2 separate regions of the Rattus norvegicus genome follow, and region 2 is linked to region 1. The links are chromatin contacts, called in public Hi-C maps. All regions are on one chromosome and are shown on one strand. Each heading gives the region's core, a stretch centred on a gene start, on an enhancer-like site or on the middle of the called end of the contact. The rest is flanking DNA. Distances are from core to core; before and after follow the strand shown. Region 1 has its middle 45 kb from the start of Rapgef2. Region 2 overlaps Spmip2 (sperm microtubule inner protein 2).

Region 1 (5,749 bases), core at 939-3,438:
AGTCCGAAAGAGATGTCACAGAAGTATGAACTTGGGTCACAGAGACAAAACCAAAGAGAAGGCAGCTGCTGACTCCCAACAGAGCTCAAGTCTACAGTAGCAAGTGCAGCCTCACATAAACTCCAACAAACCAACACGAGAGTCCGTGCACTGACAGACGTGCACTTCACTAACCTGTCAGTTTTATTATTTTTTTTAAATAATTTATTTAATACACCATCGCTGTCTTCAGACACACCAGAAGAGGGCATCAGATCCCATTACAGATGGCTGTGAGCCACCATGTGGTTGCTGGGGTTTGAACTCAGGACCTCTGGAAGAGCAGTCAGTGCTCTTAACCACCAAGCCATCTCTCCAGCCCCCACCTGTCAGTTTTATAATACAACAGTTGTCTCACGCTCATATTTCTAAATACGTTGTGTCATATGTGCCATGTATGTTGTATGATGTATGTGGACTTAAAAAGTTAAATCAGTGTATAACACATAAGTGTTTAGAGCATATATATATATGTATATATATATATGTATATACACACTCTGTAATTACCACCAGTGCTTATTTATCTTAAGAGAATATCCATAACTTGTAAACAAAGAAGAATGGAATATAGGCTCTGACATGAGAGAATGTGTTGGCACTTGTTACTGAGAAGGGAGTTACAGACCTACTGTTTCACACTTCTAATGCCTGGCAGTATTTTTTGAAGCAGAATTTCCTTCTAAATTAAACACCACACATAATCACCATGTTTGTGGGGGTTACTTCTAAATAAATGCCACTCAAGCAATAATACATGGTCATAAAATTTTGTTTGTTTAATGTACTTGGGGGGTGTTGTTTCTTTGTTTCAGATATTTTTTGTTTTCGTTTTGTTTTGTCGTGTCTCATGTGTGACTGCTGTATTTTATGTGCATGGGTATTTTCCTTGCATGTGTTTATGTATACCACAATCTTGCAATATCCATGGAGGCCATAAGGAGGTGATGACTACCCTAGAATTCCAGTTGCAAATGTCTGTGAGCCACAGGAGGTGCTGGGTATTGAACTTGGTCCTCCGCAAGAATAAAAAGTGCTCTTAACTGCTGAGCCAGCTCACCAGCTGTTTCTTGTATTTTTATAGATTTAAATAGACGGCAAACTTTTGTTGTTTTTCAAGACAGGGTGTCTCCACGTAGTCCTGGCTGTCCTGGAACTTGCTCTGTAGACTAAGCTGGCCTCAAACTCAAGAGATCTGCCTGCCTCTGTTTCCTGAGTGCTGAGTTTAAAGATGTTCAGCACCACAACCCAGCTCTCCTATTACTCTTAAGTAAGCTATCTCAAAAGCAATGGTTTAAATGGTCTACGCTCAAGAAGCTTATTGTAGTATGACAGAGTCAGTCTACGTTGTTCTCCTACCTGAAAGCCGATGTGTTGTCTAGCTTGAACTAGATACCTTAACAAGTACTTTCTATATGAACATTAGTGCCTCCCCAGCTGCCAACTAACAAGCAATGTGTCACTGAACCTTAAGAACACAGTTTGGTTTTCATCAGAAAACCTCTGCTCTTAGAAGGGAGGGAGGGAGGAGGGAGGGAGAAAGGAAGGGAGAGAGGGAGGGGGAGGGAAGAAAGATAGAAGGATGGATAGACAGATAGATAAAACATGGCTACAGGTAGCTACAGAATACAAACCTAAGGAAGGAAGGAACAAGCTGCATTTGGGGTTTTCTCAAGCACTCCTAAGTGACTAAGGACACAGTGACTAAGGACTGTAACTGAGATAACCAGAAGGCAAGAGTGGGACCCTTTTTTCAAAGTCTGCAACATCCCAAAGTAAAACATTATCCAAGATACACACGGAAAGTATTTGTGGCTTCTAAAGTTCATTTTCTCAATGTAGAGTCAGCAAGTGAAGTTAACAAACTTCATAGAAAGCAAATGCAGAGGCACTAATCATAATCACCTAAAGCATTCCAGTTCCCACTTTCTCAGGAAACTGATGGGCCAGCTGAGACATTCCCACCCTCCCCAACTGTGCTTTCGAAGACAGAATCCACAGGAACATTAATTACTATGGACACAAGACCCTTTTGAAAATGTAAGCTACTTTCCCTAAAATTCTCTGGACTCTGAGCATAAACAGGAACACGTTTCTGTAAGCAGGAAGCAAACTTTTTTTAGAACAATAACCTTTCCTTCTACCCTAGGAAGGACATCCGGCTCTCGACAATAGATGCCATTTCAAAGGAGATTAAACTTATAAAAGCACTGGGACCAAGAAGACAATGAGATTGACGGGCCAATTGGAATTAGTTTTCCCATGACAAATAAAGTCTCCTTTTTAAAAACAAAGGCGTCCCTAAATACTTTCTTCAATGGCTGCAAGCACAGGGGATCCCCACAGGGAAGAAGACAGAAACAACAGCCTCCACACCCAGAGGTCTGTACTCCTCTCCCCGGACGCATTCTCAACATAAAGGGACAGCACAGCAAATATACAGTTCACTTAACGCTAGCCTTCAATGTCTTGTGTTTGCTAGCACCAGGACTACAACAGCAGCAAACAGCACATTTTAATACGACCTTTGGCACACTAAGGAAAAGAACTCCCCCACCTCCTGCCTATCAGGGACTGCTGTGCATTTGTAATCTCCAGGGTTACAAAAGAAAGGAGCCGGTGATGATTAAAATGGATTACATTGTTAGCAAAAAGAGTTTCCTTTTAAAAGGTTTTGATGTGTATGTAAACACCTTACTTGTGTGCCTTAGCATATTTAGAAATACGCGGGCTCCTCTAGGCACTAACTCAAGAGAATGAAGACCCAAGATGCTGTGACAATGGGCAAACCTGTGACAATCTAGAGCCAGGTGAGCCAAGTCTGTGGACTTGAGCATAAGGAGGGGAGAGAGACAAGCACTTGCTCAGACAGTGGTCACAGGCCAGGAATTGCACAAATGGCAACATATTCTCCCCTGGGGGTCCTTCAGACATAAATGTAACTTATCCTTCTGAGCAAATGCTCACAAGCAGTTATTGTGAGAGCTATGTCTCCAACGTTATTCATGAGGAGTCTAAAAGCTACGTTTTCAGGGCTCAGGCTCCTGTCCACAGCCAAATGGGATGAGAAGGCAGTGCTGCAAAGTGCCTGTGTCTCCAAGATGACGGCTCAGTTTGTAAGTTTTATTTACAAGATCCCTAGTATCTCCACACTAAACATAGGCAACGGCTTTCTAAGGATGAAGGAAGAGAAAGAATATAGTCCGTGGGGCAGAATCAAACCCCACCTCTCCTTCCCCAGCTGTATCTGACCTGGAATGTGACTGAGATCATATTTGTGAAACACAGTAATGAAAGCACAGTGCAGGCTGTGTGGCCCCAATTGTACATAGGGCACACACCATGCCAAAAAAAAGTAATGGTTGTTGTAGGAAATCAGAATGACTACACTCCTGGTGTAAAATCTAAAGTGTTCCTGAAACATTTACATACATCAGAATTTTCACAATATTTAATCTGCACCTCTACACCCAAAAGTCAAATGAAATATTTATAAGCCTACAAAGGGCCCCAACAGTTTCTCTGCTTTTTGTTCTGCCTTGTTGCTTTTTGTTGGAGACAGGATATCACTGTGAGGCCCTACCTGTCCTAGAACTCATTCTGTAGAACAAGGCTGGCCATGAAGTCACAGGGATCCACTGCCTCTGCCTCTTGAGTGTACTGGGATTAAAGTGGGCACCACCACACCCGACTTAGAATTTTCTGCTTTTTAAATTCTAGCTTTTAACTACCATTGTCATCGTCATATAATTTTGGTGTTCAGGGCCCCATACCTAAGCATGTAACTCTACCTCTGAGCTAAATCCAGATTTTTATTATCAGCCTCAAAGTGAAATGTGACCAACTTACAATTTATCATCTGCAATCTCTCTAGCTCCAAATGACTTGGTTAGAAAGAGAAGAAGAAAGAAATTCTTAATTTTTTTCAAAGCAGCCAGCTAATTTTTCCTCTGATATAAACCAACTAGGAACATGTTTAAGGCTGGCACAGCGAAACAGCACACTGCAAGATTTCCTCTCTGGCAACTCAAGAGTGTCGTATAACACACACACACAAAAAAAAAAAAAAAAAAAAAATGAAATTTGCTTCTGCAGCTTAGCATTCAGGATCCCTGGGTCCCATCTCTGGCAACAAAATACACACTTGCAAATTCTTCTTAGAACCCTACATGAAAGCCACTAACTTGAACCACAGACTTTTACACACCACACACACACACACAGACATGCATGCAAAAATATTTACATTTTAGTCTTTTGAATGTTTAAGGTGTAAGTCTCAAGCTGCACTACAGACGCTGAAACTCTCTCTCTCTGAAGATCCAGACTTCTCTACTACCATTCTTGGATATTTTTTCATCTGAAGGTGGCAACTGAAATTCAGGGTGGTATGTGGTTTCTTCTAAAACTCCCTTCTAGGAATAACAGTTTTAAGACACCACTGAAGAAACTGTATTGCCCTGCATAATTCAATCCACAGAGCAGAGTGGCTCCACAGATGAACACCCTTGTGGGCAGTATTTCCCAAGGCGTGTCCCACAGAAGCTAGTGCAATACTGTACACATGATGTCTCAGAGGTCCACAGAGCACACTGGCGTCATACAGGAAGAGTCCAGAGACTTCACCACAGCGAGGGAGCAACCAGATGTCTGAATTGGGTGAGGGCGCCTACCCCCGGCAGGGCACGTCTGCACCTTCCCAGTTTATCAGTCAGGTCGCCCGCCCACACTGCGTTCCCCATTCAGGTAAAAGACCGACCATCTCTTCATCTTTTCCTTTCCTCTCTATGACCAGGGAGGGGCCTGCTAAAGTCTGTGAAGCACATGCTTCTTCCAAGTGGACAGTGAGCAAGGGGGTAAGGGGGAACAAAGGAAGAAGACAGGGCCGTCTCTGCTGAGGTGCCATGTGCTTCCTCTAGCACTCTGGAGACTGGTGGGGAGAAGTCGGGAAATGGGCCTTCAGCATCTTCAGGGCTTTGGGAAAGGCCTTGTAATGGGCTGAGACAATCCTTAGGATGGCCACAAGGTGGCAGAATGGATCAACAGAGAATGGATCAATAGCCCTTTCTTGGTACTCAAAACAGAAACACACACACACACACACACACACACACACACACACACACACACAAAACTTGGTCACAAATTCAGGTCTTTGAGGATCACGAAGAGAACAATGGTTCCATTGTCAAGCCTCTGCTGGGGGGCACTTCCACTGGCCCCCTGTGTCGAATTCCTAGCACCCCTGCTGGGTGATAAAAGGATTAAAGTATTTTAACCAACCTCTCTACCAGCAGGGGCTAATATAGCCCGAGCAATTAGAACAAAAGCCTAGGTCACTACACCAGAGGAGTTTCTTGCCACCCAGTCGCTCACACCCTAAGGACATGACAGCACACTTGAAATTAAAAGTTAGGAATGCAGACCATGGGACATATGATGTTCAATAAAATTCTTAAATATTTATTTTAACCTAAATCATGTGAAAGCAAAATACTGTTTTTCCAAAGTTACTAATTAACACCCAAAAGAAAAGCAATCCTCTGGGGTGGTGATTTCATTAAATCCAAGTGGAAGCCAGGGAGGTGTGGTAACTGTGGCACCTATCTGAGGCCACCTACCCTGAGGGCCTGTTGTGTGTCAAGGCTTATCTCAAACCTTGAATTTTTATGACAGGTGGGTGAAGAGCAATGTGCAGGTCGCTCTGTGG
Region 2 (5,749 bases), core at 907-3,406, 150 kb after region 1:
ATAACTGTTGGAGGATAAACAACCAAGGATCGTAAGGCATAGGTTCAGATTTTAGTCATTCAGACTGAGGATAGGAGGGATGGAGGGTGGATGAGGAAAAAGATGAAGTATTAGATCAACACTGAACTTTTTTAAAAGGTGGATAAAATATCTAGGAACGGAAAGTTGGGGTGGTGGTAGGGTATGAAGATTGTAGAGATCTCGGAATCTATGGAAGGTTACGTTAAAAAGGGGCTAACAGTGGGAGAAAAAAGCAAAGCTCTAAGAATAAGGGGCAGAGTGTGAGAGGTGAGCGGAGAGTACAGGGAAGTGCTGTACAGTGGCCGCACAATTATATCCTCATCAGCACCCTCACCAGCATCTGTGGCCATTTGTCTCCTTAGCCATTCTGACTGGGATGAGATGGAATCTAGAAGCTGTTTCCATCTGTGTTGCCCTGAAGGCTAAGGACACTACCACCGTTCAAACATTATTGGTCGTTTGTGTTTTCCCTTTTCACGACTGTTCATTCTTTTTATTAGCCCATTTATTGATTGGATTTTCTTCCTTTCTATTGGACTTAGTGTTTGCAGTTCTAGAAAGTAATACACACAGGTGTCTAAGGTGTAGTTAGCAGAGATGTTTGTTGTCTTTGTTTCTGATTCCTATGGCTGTTTCTTCACTCTGGTGATTATTTCCTTTGTGGTGTGGAAGCATCTTAATTTCATGCAATCCTATTTGTTAATTCTTGTGCTATTGGAGTCCTTTCCAGGTTTACATGAATGTCTTTAATCCACTTTGAATTGATTTTTGTGCAGGGAGAGAGACACATACTTAATTTCATACTACAAGTAGATCAAGTAGATACAGCCGAGGGTACACATTTAAAAAAAATCTCTGTCTCTGTCTCTCAGTGTGTGTTTGTGTGTGTGCGTGTGTGCGTGTGTCTGTGTGTATGTGCGTGTGTGCATGTGTGTCTGTGTGTGTGTGTGCATGTGTGTGCTCTGTGTGTGTGTGTGTGTGTGTGTGTGTGTGTGTGTGTGTGTGTTCCTATCAGTAAGTGTGGAAGTCAGAGAAGAACCTCAGGTGTCCTCCTTGTTGGAGACAGGCTCTCTTGTTTGGCGCTGTGCATCCAGGCTAGCTGGCCCAACATCATCCTGTCTCTGCCTCTCATCTCACCACTAGAGTGCTGTGCTTACAAACATGAACTATGTATGTCTGCCTTTATGTGGCACCGGGAGATCTGAACTCATGTTCTCACCTCCCAGTGAGCGCGTACTCACTGAGCAGTCTTCCCAGGCCTCGAACACATTTTCTAATCTCTTCTCACTGGGTTCGTCTGTGACCTCAGATGTGCTGTCTGAACTGAACCGTGGGATTTGTGACCATGTTATTTTCTTCAGCCCTCTAGCTGACGCAGCCACACAACCACACAGTTCCAGGTAGACTTGCCTGTGAGTAGGTGTGTGTGTCTCCACAGTGTGAAACTCAGCTGGCACTCTGCACTAAGCAGGATGTCTCCCAGAAGTGTTCTACCATTTATATTTTTGTATGTTTAAAAAACCATGTGAGGAAGATGTTTGATAAGCATAAGCCTTGGGGAAAATTGTAAAACAAATTTTCTAACAGTGGTTTTTGGTACAGTGTGAATCTCAAAATCCAATTAATTAAAAAAAATGTACTAAAGGCTCTTAATTGGACTGTTCTTAAATTCCCATTTGTACATACCCAAGGAATCTATATTTCAAATTCTTGGTTCCTATTAGGCATTCTAATCATTTCCTAGGATTATTTACTGTCACTGTGAGTTCTGTTTCCCATCAGAGAGACACATTGGAGAAATGGCAGCTGGCAGTCAATATTTAACTGTCCAGGTTTACTCCACCTGGACATTCCATTCTTTTGGTTTTTTGTTTTTTTAAGCTTTGGTCTTCAGTAATTGATTAGAGGAGAAAGGAAGGAAGTAGCTTTGTCTTGTCCAATGGTATTTTCAGTGATTTTATGCAGAAAGACAAGGCATGCTGTTAGCTAACGAAAGCACAAACCCAGAAAAAAAAGAGAAAGTGGGAAGCTAGATGACAAATTGTAAAAGAACTTTACTGTTTTGGGGATCCAAACAAACAGGGTCATGATGCAATAGGAATAAATATGAACTTTGCACATGGAGCTAGTTATCAATCGAAGTGGAAAGGTAGGGATGATGTCATTGGCATGGAGACAGTAAACTCAAGAGGGACATAGAGAGCGACACACTTCTGACAAAGCTGAAAATCATGGCAGTCAGGGCTTGTCAAGAGACTGTCTTGAATGGACCACATTATTTAATGTGGGGCGCGCGCATGTGTGTTGTGTGTGTGTGTGTGTGTGTGTGTGTGTGTGTGTGTGTGTGTGGTGGGAGGTGTCAGAGGACAACTTGGAGTTAGTGCTTCCCTTATACCATACAGGTTCTGGGGTTTGAAGACACTGTACCCTGTGCTATCCCCCTGGCCCTGTATGGCCATACTTCAAACCACAGGGTGCAGCAGGTGTGGTGGAACACATCCTGAAGCTTGGGAAGCTGAGGCAGAAGAGTAACGGTTTAAAGATGGCCTGGACTACGTAGCCGACCCTGTGTCATCAAATAAACAAGGGAATGACAACATGGCACCAAGCCTGAGAATCATATTATATATATCCTGTGAGCCTTCCCATACGTGAAAATCGAGGCAGAGGGAGGTGGGGGAGGAAAGAGAGAGAGGAATGAGAGACACAGACACACAGACAGAATCAGAGAGGAGGAGGAGAGGGGGAGGAAAAAGAGGAATCGGGAAAGAGGAGGAGTTCTCACTAGAATTCAAGCCAGATTGTGGCTGCTGTAGGAAGGCAGATCTTACCCCATGCATTGAAGAAAATGGAATGTTCCCCAAACAGAAAATGTTTCTGTTACTGAAAAATTACTTTGTAATTGGATGAGTATGTGCTAGGAGCAAGACCCCCACCAGGATACAAGGTTGTATCTTCTGACCTCTACAGCTCTCACCAAGCTCTCCCAGCACGCTGCAAAAATGTGGATTTCTCTGCCAATAGTTCTCTGGTATACCTGAGTTAGGGCTACATTGATGTAATTTCTAAACAAACAAACAAACAACAATCCAAGAAGCTTCATAAGGCCATCAAAACAACAGGCATCTGTCTGTTTTAACCCAGGAATTTTGCCCATGATCTTTATTCTAGAAGTTTAAAAAAAAAAACAAAAAACCCATAATTAGTAGCTCCCAACTCCCCCTTCCCAGAGCTTCTCATAGCAAATAAATCACAGGAACACTGGTAGGAATGTTTGCTGTCCTGCTCCTGAGAGCAGTGACTTGGTACCCTTTCCTTCCTACTCTAAATTAAGTTTATTTTTAATATAACCTCCATTTGTTCACAACAGAGGATGTTGGAACACAATAGTTACTCTGTAAAACCATAAGAAAATCTGTCCCTCTCTTGTCTTCCCATGTCTAGCCCTGGTTAAAATTCAGAATCCCATACATCCCTGGTAGAATATCTTTCCAGAAATCTATAATCCCTCAATGTAAACAGTTTAGAACAGAAAGGTAATTTCAAATTGAGGAAAATAAAAAATGAAACATTGATTTGTAACTCAAAAAAAAAAAACAACCCCAAAATCTAGCCACCAGAGAGGGTAATATGCTAATTAAGTGGGAGTTATACCCAATCCTTGGTTCAAAGCTTGCGTGGACCAAATGGAATTGTGGAGAAGCCACTTGGACAAAATACAACCAGCAGCATCTCAGGTCTGGGCTCCTATTCAGTCTTCAGTCACATGTCCTCTTGCCGCTGGGTGGACACTGAACAAATCAACTGTCTGCACTGACCAATGGTCCCATCAGCTATTGACCATTGAGTCCTTCCATGGCAGCCCAGACCTCTTGGAGTTTTATCCTTAAATAGACTATACCCCTTTGAGTATCCTGTACACTTGTGGATGATTTTTATTTCCCCGTAATAATTGAATTTGTCATAAATGTCATCTTTAGTGGCTTCCTTGTGGATTCCAGTGACAGAGAATCCAGCCTTCTATAGAGCTTTTTGGTCCAGTTCATTACTACTCTATTCTGTACTGTCATAACCCCCCCCCAATCCTGTTGGTACCCTCTAAAGAGATGAAGCCTGTGTCCTCACTTTCTTCACTCTCTCAGCTTGGAGACATTTCATTCCCATCTTTCTCCATAGCAAGATCCTCTTTTGAGCCTCATGAAGTGGGGGTCAGCCATCTTGCCTTCCTGGGAGCCCTTGTCTGTCAATTAAATTTATTTTTAACAGAGACATAGAAACATAAAACTCTCCCATACCATGTGAAAAGCATGATATTTCAACGCCTGTATACATTGTGAAGTGTTTAAATCAGGTGAAGCATGCCTGTTTACCTACTTATTCTTTCTTTGTAGTAAAGAATAGTTAAGAATACTATTTTTTAATACTTTCTTTAAGCTATTCGAAATGTGCAGTGCATTATATGCAATCATCCTCTTGATGCTAACTGCCGCTTGGGCCAGTGAATTAACCTCTCCCCATCTTCTGCCTCAAATACTCTCTCTAACCTGTAGTAACCATGAAATCATGGAATTCCCTGAGATGAAATATTTTGGATCCTATATATGAACAGCATCATGGTTATCTTGTTCTGTGCCCAGCTGGATTATTTTGTGTAGTGTAATCAACTCCAGTACCATTTATGATGTTGCACATGACAAAAACCCATCGTTTTGTGGCTGAATGGTATGAATGGACAGCATCGCCCTTATCCGTCAGATGGTGGACCTCACTTTGTCTTCATGTCTTGCCTATTGTGCCTTAGTGCTCAAGTGAAACTGGGAGCATCCGTGTCTCTTTGGCTCTGGGATTGTACAAGCTACAATTTTAGAATCTATAATTAGAAATGTGAATCAGAAAACAACACTATTGCTAATTAACACGGTAAAAGCGCCTTGGGGCTTCTGTCCCCTCAGAAGTAGCTGCACCAGTGTCCAGCAGTGATTCTCAAACACAACATCAGTATCCCTTTGCTGGCGAGTCTCAGACTGCCCGAGAATCATGAGCCGAAGAGTTCGCCCTTAGTTCTTAGACGATGCTGATGGTATTGGTTGTGAGACCACAATTTGAGACTCATTGGTAAAGTGAACACATCAATTCAGTGCTGCAGAAGACACCATGCTATAATCAGGACACTGGAGAGTGTCATTGTTCGCATAGCAATGAGAGGCAGTTTATTCCTGCTTTAGGAAGCCAATTATGAACAGCATCTCTTTCTGACTTTATATTCAGTGACATCACATTGATAGTATGAAATTGAATAGCGTCAAAGGGTTTCCCCCCCAAATATATAAATCTAGGGTGCTTAATCTAGTTGTTTTAGTTTAGTTTTTCTAAAAGAGCCATCTTGAGCCAGGAGTATAAAGACAGCATATTCCTTTAACCCCAGTACTCAAAGATAGGCAAAGATAGGTGGATTCCTGTGAGTTTGAAGCAGCCCGGTCTACATGGTGAGTTCCAGGCCAGCTGGAGCTCTATAATGAAATTCTGTCTAACAAAACGTAGAATCTGATGGGGGTTGGGGATTTAGCTCAGTGGTAGAGCGCTTGCCTAGGAAGCGCAAGGCCCTGGGTTCGGTCCCCAGCTCCGAAAAAAAAAAGAACCAAAAAAAAAAAAAAAAAAAAAAAGTAGAATCTGATGGGAAACTTTGTCTATCGTGTGTTTTTCTACTTGATAACGTGGCTGCAGGCTC

Evidence for each region. A called contact is a pair of places that touch in the nucleus more often than the background predicts.
Region 2: a contact with region 1 is called in a Hi-C map of liver, with 5 times the contacts expected there. The contact joins two enhancer-like sites. A contact is called at or near these places in 1 of 12 Hi-C or Micro-C datasets (liver) and 1 of 1 datasets of contacts at active chromatin or transcription factors (oligodendrocytes).

Annotation. Positions count from the first base shown.
Region 1 is chr2:166,662,938-166,668,686 of GRCr8, forward strand. It overlaps a transcript of Rapgef2 not described here. Among named protein-coding and RNA genes, the nearest start is that of Rapgef2, 45 kb to the left of the region's middle. Within about 2 kb of position 2,189, at least 17 of the 93 cell types and tissues checked have an H3K27ac peak or open chromatin away from gene starts, as enhancers often do. A contact at or near this core is called in liver, where this site is marked.
Region 2 is chr2:166,817,090-166,822,838 of GRCr8, forward strand. The region is part of intron 1 of Spmip2 (sperm microtubule inner protein 2); the gene reads left to right. Among named protein-coding and RNA genes, the nearest start is that of Spmip2, 32 kb to the left of the region's middle. Within about 2 kb of position 2,157, at least 2 of the 93 cell types and tissues checked have an H3K27ac peak or open chromatin away from gene starts, as enhancers often do. A contact at or near this core is called in liver, where this site is marked.